Regions from separate parts of the Sus scrofa genome. Here region 2 is linked to region 1. Evidence: chromatin contacts called from public promoter capture Hi-C data. All regions are on one chromosome and are shown on one strand. Each heading gives the region's core, a stretch centred on a gene start, on an enhancer-like site or on the middle of the called end of the contact. The rest is flanking DNA. Distances are from core to core; before and after follow the strand shown.

Region 1 (4,536 bases), core at 1,171-3,670:
CTGCCTCCCCATCTTAATTTGTTAACCAAGAAATAAGCACAGATGTTAATCTTGTGCACAAGTGTTCAACTCTGTGAATGCCCAACTATAATACAAAGAACTAAATTCAAAACTTAGAATCAAATTTCAAAGGATCAAATTCCCCCTTCCCTTTATCCTTGTACTTGGGGTTGAGGGAGTAATCATCAATTCCCATTGAAAACATCTGTTTGGTTTATGCCTTTAGGCAAGTTACTTAATCAGTTGCTAGGTTTCATTTTCCTCTCCTATAAAGCAAACAAATATTGTTGCCAGGACAGCAAGAGTACATTTTTATTAATCCTAAAATCATGTATTCATCACCCCATCCAGACTTTATATTATTCAGTACTCTATAGTTTGTAAATAATTAGTGAGCAGTTATCGCTCATCCTACTCTTTGGAACAGAGCCAAACTGATTAAGCCCTCCACTCTACTGAATCAAGAGAAAGAAATTACAAGTTCCTATAACCAGCAGCAACCTATGGGATGCTGCTTCCTCAGGACCAGCAAGAAATCTGCGGTTCTTTCCTTCTCTTTTTTTCTACCTTGATGGTTTTTGACAGTAGTTCCGTAAGAGGACAAGGAAGCCCCTTCTAAGGGAACTTCTCCATGTAACTCATACAGGTCATGTTGGCTGGAGGTAGGCAAAGAGTGGGTGACTGAGAGTCTTTAGCAAAGGGACTTTTTCGACTGCCCCCTCACTGTTTTAAAACATACATAGTTGAAAACTGTGACTAGATTTGGCAACATATGAGGAATAGCTTTTATCCTCATCAGATAAAGAAGTCCCTTTCCTGCCTGCTGGGAATATAAGGAATCCCATCCCTTATCAAACCCAGCTCTCATGGCACAGGTTCAATATTTAGAGGAGTTTTTTTTAATTACAAAAATTCTGAGGGGAAAATTCCTTCTTCCTCTTGCTAAAAGATACTAAAATAGAAACTCACAATTTTTCTGGGATAAAAGAAAGAAAAAAGAAAGGAAAGGGAGGAGCAGAGAGGAACAGGAAATGTTATACACACACACACAAAAGCAGACTGGAGTGGGTTGCTTTGGGAATCAAGGCCTAAATGAGCAGGATGAAGAAAATCAGTGATGGTCAGGCTGGCAGAGGAGTTAAATTAGAGAGGAATGTTAATCACCAGGGTGAGATGAAAGAGGTTAGAGCTGGGTTTCAGGGGGAAGTCTCCAGGGTCCTGAGAGAGTCTAAGAAAAAATGGAGGAGTCTCTGGCACCCAGGAGCCCAGTAGGTCCTGATAATGATATTTTAGGGTCAAGGGAGAGCCAGGGCTGTGTGGGGACATGAAGAAGGTGCCAAGGCAAGGCTGAAGAGGAGAGCGGCAGAGAGGTGGGGGAGAGTGGAGGAGATCTGGGGGCCTCAAGAAAAGTGTGGGGCTGAACTCAACTAGGGGTTGCTTGCTGAAGTGAGGGGGGACCTGGAAATAGGGATGGGAGCGGAGGGTGCTTCTAGAAGATGGGGGATGAGGGATGAATGAGGCGACGGGAGGATGAAGGAAGACGAAGAGGGTGCTGTGACAAAAAGTGAGAGCCGAGATGGGGGGAACAGAAAAACTAGATGAAGAGAGCGGAGGAGGGCTCTGGGGGCAGAGGAGGTGAAGGGGGCGCTGCGGGGGTACCAGGGGTGCCGAGGCGGGACAGAGACGGGTGATGGAGGCGATGGGCAATGAGGAGGGGATGGGGTGCTGAGGGGCGCTGAGGACAGGGGACAGGTACTCAAGTGGATAGAGGGGACGCTGAGAAGTGATGAGGGCTGAGAGGGGGTGACGGGTGCCGAAGAGGGTGATGGGGACGCGGGGGCTGAGGCGGCGGCGGGAGCGCTGAGGCGGGCGCCAGGGCAAAAGTGGCGACAGTGGCAGGGTGGCGCGGCCGCCGGGGACCCGGAGCAAGTGTGGGGCCAGGGCTCGGGGCAGGGGTCACTCACCCAGCTCCGATACGTCCGCACTCCACCACTGCCGCCGCGGACTGGCGCTCGGACTCGGGCCCTGGATGGTCCGCGGCCCCGCCCGGAGCCTCGCACTTTCGGTTTCCTTTCTCCCCAGACACTCGGCGGAGCTGGGGGCCGGCCCGGAGGAGGAACACGAGAAGGAGGGGCCCTGGCCCTGGCCCAGCCGGCGCCCCCGCCCTCAGGCGGGGCAGGGGCAGGCAGACGCTCGGGCGTCGCCTCAGCTCCCCCAGGCGGCGGGGCCCGTGGGCTCCGCCGGGAGCCGCTGAGGGGAGGGGACTGCAGGAGGCGGGTTAACAGCAACCAAGGCCGTCGCAAGCCTCAACGGTCCCAGAAGGAGGGGGGAGCCGGCGGACGGCTTGTTGCGTGTGAAGCGCGACATGGCGGCGAGGCCGACCAGCCCGAGTGGCCTCGTGTATGCAGAGAAGGGGCGGGGCTAGAGCGGTCTCGACCTCCAGTAGACTTGCCTCCGGCAGGGCCGCGCGGAGACTACATTTCCCAGAGGGTGCTGCGCGTCGCGGAAAGGAGGGGGAGGAAGCACTTTGACTCCAGTGCGCAGGCGTGAGAGTCTCCTCAGGCTATTTAAGCGAGGCTCGAGTGTTTCGCGTTCTTTCGCTTCTGCGGCGCTCGTCGGAACCTTTGTCTCTCTGTTCCTCTTCTGATGGCGTTCTACCCTGGGAACGTGGGTGTGCTACTCCATGTGGTGAGTGAGATAAAGGTATCTTTGTCTTTGTGTGGTTGCTTTTGCCGTCCTCTTCTTGGGTCCCCCTTGTTTTGATATAGGTCATAGGCCCACTAAGGGAGATAAATTAAAGCTGGAGAAACTCGCTCCATGTGCTCGGGCCTGTGGGTGGAGCCCGTGGCTGGTGTAAATGATGACTTTACTTTTTTCCCCATCAGATCGACAATGCTGATGTTTTTGAGTACTTGCCAGTTAATTCTGATACACTAGCCACAAAAGGCCCTGCCACGTTCTTTTTTTCCTAACTCTGGAAAGATGGCGATTGATGACCTTGCTTTGTTCGCAGGTTTGCATGATCAGAGACTGCAGGATGGATCTCGGAGAAGACGACTCCTGCTGGGCCTCTAAGGCAACCATGTATAGACATCCACAATCTTCAGTCTCCTGATCTCTGGGGTAAGCGTTTGTATTTTGGCCCGTTGTAGGAAATGCGTGTTTTAAAGAACTTTAGTTTGATAGATGACCTTGGAGAGAAAAAGGGAAGTTAAGGACAGCAAATAAGCACAAAGGTGGAGGTTACCTACGTGGGGTCCAGAAGGATGTGGTTTTGTCCTATTGGCCTTACCCAGTTACCTATGTCATCAGTCCTCGCCATGGTTTTTTTGCCCTTTTCTTCCTGCAAGATTAAGTCACCATTCCTCACATCCCTTTGCTATCAGTTGAGGAGTGGGTTAAAGATTCATGTCCAGGAGTTCCCGTCGTGGCGCAGTGGTTAACGAATCCGACTAGGAACCATGAGGTTGCGGGTTCGGTCCCTGCCCTTGCTCAGTGGGTTAATGATCTGGCGTTGCCGTGAGCTGTGGTGTAGGTTGCAGACACGGCTCGGATCCCGCGTTGCTGTGGCTCTGGCGTAGGCCGGTGGCTACAGCTCCGATTCAACCCCTAGCCTGGGAACCTCCATATGCCGCGGGAGCGGCCCAAGAAATAGCAACAACAACAACAGACAAAAAGACAAAAGACAAAAAAAAAAAAAGATTCATGTCCAGCTAGGCGTAGGTATACTCCCTATAGTAGACAAGGCCTTTGGGGATGTTAATCCCTGGAGCCCTTTAGCCAAATATTAATCAGTAGCCACGTCAAAGAATGCGTTGAAGCCCATGTTCTGCACTGACTGAGTTACTATTTTGCTTCACTAGGGCATACGGAATTCTTTGGGTCAGGGATCAGATCTGAGCTGAAGCTGCAACCTACCCCACACAACACTGGATTCTTTAACCCACTGCCAGGCTGGGGGGTCTAACGTATGTCCTGGTGCTGTAGAGAGGCCCCAGATGTACTGTGCCACGGAATTTCCAAGTGGTTAATGTGATGACTTGTCTTTTTTTTTTTTTTTTTTTGTCTTTTTGCCATTTCTTGGGCCGCTCCCATGGCATGTGGAGGTTCCCAGGCTAGGGGTCGAATCAAAGCTGTAGCTGCCAGCCTGCCCCAGAGTCACGGCAACGCCGGATTGTTAACCCACTGAACAAGGGCAGGGATCGAACCCGCAACCTCATGGTTCCTAGTCGGATTCGAAAACCACTGCCCCACGACGGGAAGTCCTGTGACGGCTTTTTTTTTTTTTTTTTTTTTTGTCTTTTTGCCATTTTCTGGGGCCGAACCCATGGCATATGGAGGTTCCCAGGCTAGGGGTCCAATCGGAGCTGTAGCCGCCTGCCCACACCAGAGCCACAGCCACGCGGGATCTGAGCCATGTCTGCGACCTGCACCACAGCTCACGGCAACGCCGGATCCTTAACCCACTGAGTGAGGCCAGGGCTCGAACCCACAACCTCATGGTTCCTAGTCGGATTCGTTAACCACTGAGCCATG
Region 2 (4,536 bases), core at 574-3,073, 1.1 Mb after region 1:
CCCTGGTGGCTCAGTGTTTTAAAGACCTGGCTTTGTCACTACTGTGGTGCAGTTTCCACCCCTGGCCTGGGAACTTCCACATGGTTATTTATTTATAAATAAATAATTTAACTTAAAAAAATGTAAAATAAACTGGCCTTAAAAAGACTTAAAAAAAGAATTTATCTCCCATTTGCTGTTAATTGAAGGTATATAATAATGAAGGGTCATATTAATTGATCAACTCATTATACTGAAAGCATTATAAATACTCTTTCAATCTTCACACCACCCTATGAAGTAGGTACTTTTTTTTTTTTTGTCTTTTTAGGGCTGCACATGTGGCATATGAAGGTTCCCAGGCTAGGGGTCATATCAGAGCTGTAGCTGCCCGCCTACACCACAACCATAGCAATGCCAGATCTGAGCTGTGTCTGCAACCTACACCACATCTTGCAGCAACGCTGAATCCTTTAATCCACTGAGCAAGGCTAGGGATCGAAGCTGCGTCCTCACGGATGCTAGTCAGATTTGTTTCTGCTGAGCCACGACAGGGACTCCTGAAGTGGGTACTTTTATTATCTTCATTTAACAAAGAAGGGAAAGAAGGCAGAGAAGGGGTAGGTAATTTGCCCAAGGTTGCACAGCTAGTGTTTGGTTGCGTTGGAATTTGGAATCAGCCTGGCTCCAAAGCAAGCACTCCCCTGGAGACTACTTAGAATCCTGGCTTCCATACCAATATGCAAAGCTACACTGGACAAGTGATTTTGCCTCTCTGCACCTCAGTTTCCTCACCTGTAAAATGGGAATGATACCAGTGTCTATATTGTAGGGTTGTTGTAGAGATTAAATGAGAAAGTGTACTTGGAATGCCAGGCACAGTGCCTGCCATAAGCATTCAAGGAATGAGCTGGAATTCAACACAGCTGCTTCTTGGGAGGCTTGAGATGGGAAGAGTGAACAGAGATAATTCTGTCCTCCTCTAGGTCTCTGACCCCATGGAATTCGCAATCTCCACATAACGTGTCAGGACCAAAACTGGATGGCTTAAAGTAGAATCTGTGGGAAGGAAACCTGACCAGCCCTTCTCATATGTGCTTCAAAGATCATAGATATAGAATTAGCTGGAGTTGCCCGTGAAAAATACAGATTCCTGTATCCGAATCCTTTGGAGGTGGACCCAGAAATCTGCCATTATTCAACACACGAATGCACCATGGAATTTGTGCTCCACTGAGTCCAGTCTGAGCAGGTTTTCCTTCCTACTTTGGGAAAAAGTGAAAATCATTACAAGACCCCAATCCATTCATTCTTGCAATGCCCAAGATAGGAGACTCCAAATGGAAATCTTGAGTTTCAGACAAGGATAGTACATTCAGGGGGCACCAGCAGCCTGGTAAATCAGGAAGCTCTAAGTTGTCATGAAAAAAACGCGCATATCTTGCTGGAGGCGGGAAGATAGAAGGGGAGCGTTCAGCGGCCCCCACCCCCGCAGCTTGGAGCACTTAGGCCTGGGCCCTGGAGCTGCAGGAAACAGGGATGATGCTTCAAAGTCACTCTCTGACTCAATGGACCACGTGGAGGCTTAAACTCTAAATCTGTGGGGGCTTTGCAAACCCACGCGCGTGGGCGGGGCTCCCGGGGGTCGCCTAAGCAACCGGCGCGTGCCACGCCCAAGCCCGGAGCCCAGGATGGGAGGAGGAAGCGCACGCTGCAAGATATCTCGCGGGGCTGAGGCGGCTCTCCTCAGCACCTCCCCCGACTCCGCCCTGCGGAAGTGCTCGATGACGTTTTGAACGCTTATTGGTCCTTCCGCTTGAGGGGCGGAGCCCGCGGCAGCGCTGTGCGTACTTCCGGCTGCCGGGTTGACATGAAGAAGCAGCGGCGGCCGGGGCGGCGGTAGCGGCCGGAGTCGAGGTTTGCTGCGGGACTCCGGGCGGAGTGTGCGAAGCGGCCGAGAGAAACAGACGGCGCAGTGGGCCCAGGAGGAGGCGCAGCAGCCGCCCTGGCCGGTCATGGAGATGGAAAAGGAGTTCGAGCAGATCGACAAGGCCGGGAACTGGGCGGCCATTTACCAGGTGCGGGAGCTCCCCGGAGCGCGGCAGGCCCTTCGCTTAGGCCTCGTGAACCTTCTCTTCAGACCCCAGACCCCTTTCTCCGCCTGGGTCCCGCCCTCCGCTCAGCCCTGCTGCTTGAGGATTCGGTCCGACGGCAGCGGAGGCCGGTCCCCTCTCTTTGTCCCCCGGGTGGGTCTGCGTCTCTCCCTGGCTTCGCAGTCCCCTTTGATTTCCCACCTACCTCATATCCTCCAGCCCGGGTGACCTCTCAGTCCTGGGAGCCGCCCGCCTCTGCTCCCCCTTGCACCCCGACCCCGCCCCCCTGCCTGTCCAGTCTTTGTCCCCAGGGGTTGATAGAACACCCCCACTACTTCCTTTTCTAAACTGGACCACCTCAAACTGTCTTCCTTTGTCTCTCTGGGGGAAAGGGTTGCTCTCCCCTCCCTCCTTTACATTTCCTTTCCCCTAGTGTGTGTCGAGTCCCATGGATGACAGTCCCTTCCCCCTTCCTGTTCATTCATTTAATGGGTCTGAATTGGCGTGCCTCTTCCGTGCTAGGCACTGCCTAGGCGTTGGAGGTAGTGTTTGCTGGACAAGACAGACAAGATCCTGTCCCCCGTGGAGCTGCGAGTCGAATAGGACGGTCAGACACAAAAGCAAATAATTTCAGATGGCGACAAGTGCTGTGAAGAAAACAAAACATAACGGGGTGAAGAGTAACTTTAGGGGAAAGTGGGCTACCTCAGAGAATGGGATCAGGGAAGATCTGTCAGAGGAAGAGACGTCTGCTCTGTGAGCTAAGCCCTGAGAGTGTCAGACTCTTGCTTTCTAGCCGGGAAGCCAGTAGTACCCACTCCACTGGGCCAAAATATTACCCTGTGTCGGACAAGCAACAGGGAAGATTAACCTTTTTTATCCCTCTCTAAAATAGTATCTTTCCTCCATGAGCATCTTATCCTTTGATCATGGTTGAGATGATCGTGTCTTCCCAGTCCTCATCTTCTTGTGGGTTATGGTGGTTCAGAAATGAAAAGTTAGGAAGGTGGGGGTTCTCACATATCGCCACATCTTCAGATTAAAAAGACCCAGAGGTCTGCTTTCCCAAACAGCTAAATCCTCTGAAGAAAATACGTGCTGCCTATTAAATGTCATTGTGGGGGTTGTGAGGATTAACCAAAACCACACTCGGTGTTTTAAATAAGCAATGTACAGAATAGAGAGATGTTGTTACTTGTGTAAAGGGAGAAGGCAGTTTATTCTGTTTGGGGCTTATAGGCTCAAAAGGCAAATTGTGAGATCCATCAGCTGGTAGTATTAAAGTCTATTTTGAGCTCCACTTAAAAAGGAAAAAAGCTTTAAGCAGTTCTTTGGTATGCTTGACTAACAAAAGCCTTTTTTTGTCAGGCTTGGTTTCATGTGGATTTGCATCAAGCTTATTTGACAGGATTCTCTTTAGTTGCACTGTAATGTATATTAGCTTCTGATAGGCTAATATTTCTAACCACTTTAATCTGTATAAGTACGATCAATCAATATATAAAATTTGTATTCCGTGTCTAGTCTCTCTGAGTTAATCGAATGAATTCCGCTAGTGACTTAGAGAATGTGTAGACAAATTTACTGCATCGCATTTAATACAGTAGACTCTAAAGTGGTTTAAATGAAACAATTCTCTGTCTGAAGTGTTGGGGTTGATTATGATATTCCGCATCACATCTGGGGGTGGCCTCCAGGAGGCACTGGGCAGTGTGGGAGACCAGTCACTCAAGCATTGTTAAAACTGTGTTCAGCAGGCCACTAGCATGGAACATGGTCTTCCCTTAATTTCTCTCATTGTTCTTATGTTTGTCTATCACCTTGGAACCCCAGGAGCTAGTTGAGGTTGCTGTACAGTTGATTTCTCTAGATTCTAGAGGTAGTTTCTTTTATCTTAAAGAATCGTACACCATGGGCTTTCTCACCTCTGCAGTACAGATATTTTTCTTTTGCAGAGTTACAATCAGAAGTTCTTTTCTTTCCGGACATAAAAAGTGGCTTCTGGACATTAAAAGTGGCCAACTGTGACATTTTAAAAAATGAGGGGTTCAAACGACCTTGAGATCTAAAGTGGCACTTTTCCAAAGTGTGTGCCAATTTACCAAAACCATTATTTTTTAGGAATTCACAGAAATGTGTTTATGGTTGGTAGAAAATGGAAGTTAAAAAAATTAATATTTTATAGCATGTCACAGTGAGGGCAGCCTTATATAAAATCATTTTGAGCTTGCTGAGTCTGATGATTTTAAAAATAATATGTAATTTTTGCTTGACATTTTGTAAACAAAGCAGTGGTTATTTCTCAGTATACTAACTTCTTACTAGAATGAAAAGATGTAAAAACTTGGAAACAGTTGGGAAAAGAACAAAGGATGAAGTAGACTTGAACTCTGAGGAATGTGGTGGCTTAGAAAACAAATGTTTCAGGCAAAGATCCTCTGTTAGCTCCGTTTAATAAAGTGAG

Evidence for each region. Promoter capture Hi-C pulls out the DNA fragments that hold promoters and counts their contacts.
Region 2: a contact with region 1 is called in a promoter capture Hi-C map of fetal liver, with 2.8 times the contacts expected there. The contact joins the promoter of PTPN1 here to the promoter of ZNFX1 in region 1. A contact is called at or near these places in 1 of 5 promoter capture datasets (fetal liver) and 1 of 2 datasets of contacts at active chromatin or transcription factors (alveolar macrophages).

The regions. Positions count from the first base shown.
Region 1 is chr17:50,956,302-50,960,837 of Sscrofa11.1, forward strand. ZNFX1 (NFX1-type zinc finger-containing protein 1) reads right to left here and starts at 2,421. Exons shown (of 14, transcript XM_021077518.1): 1 at 1,965-2,421. It overlaps LOC100627868 (a long non-coding RNA gene), which reads left to right and starts at 2,540. Exons shown (of 5, transcript XR_300503.3): 1 at 2,540-2,688; 2 at 3,014-3,123. It overlaps LOC106506050 (a long non-coding RNA gene), which reads right to left. Exons shown (of 3, transcript XR_002339902.1): 3 at 3,100-3,191.
Region 2 is chr17:52,015,281-52,019,816 of Sscrofa11.1, forward strand. PTPN1 (protein tyrosine phosphatase, non-receptor type 1) reads left to right here and starts at 1,824. Exons shown (of 10, transcript NM_001113435.1): 1 at 1,824-2,057. The coding sequence starts at 1,995.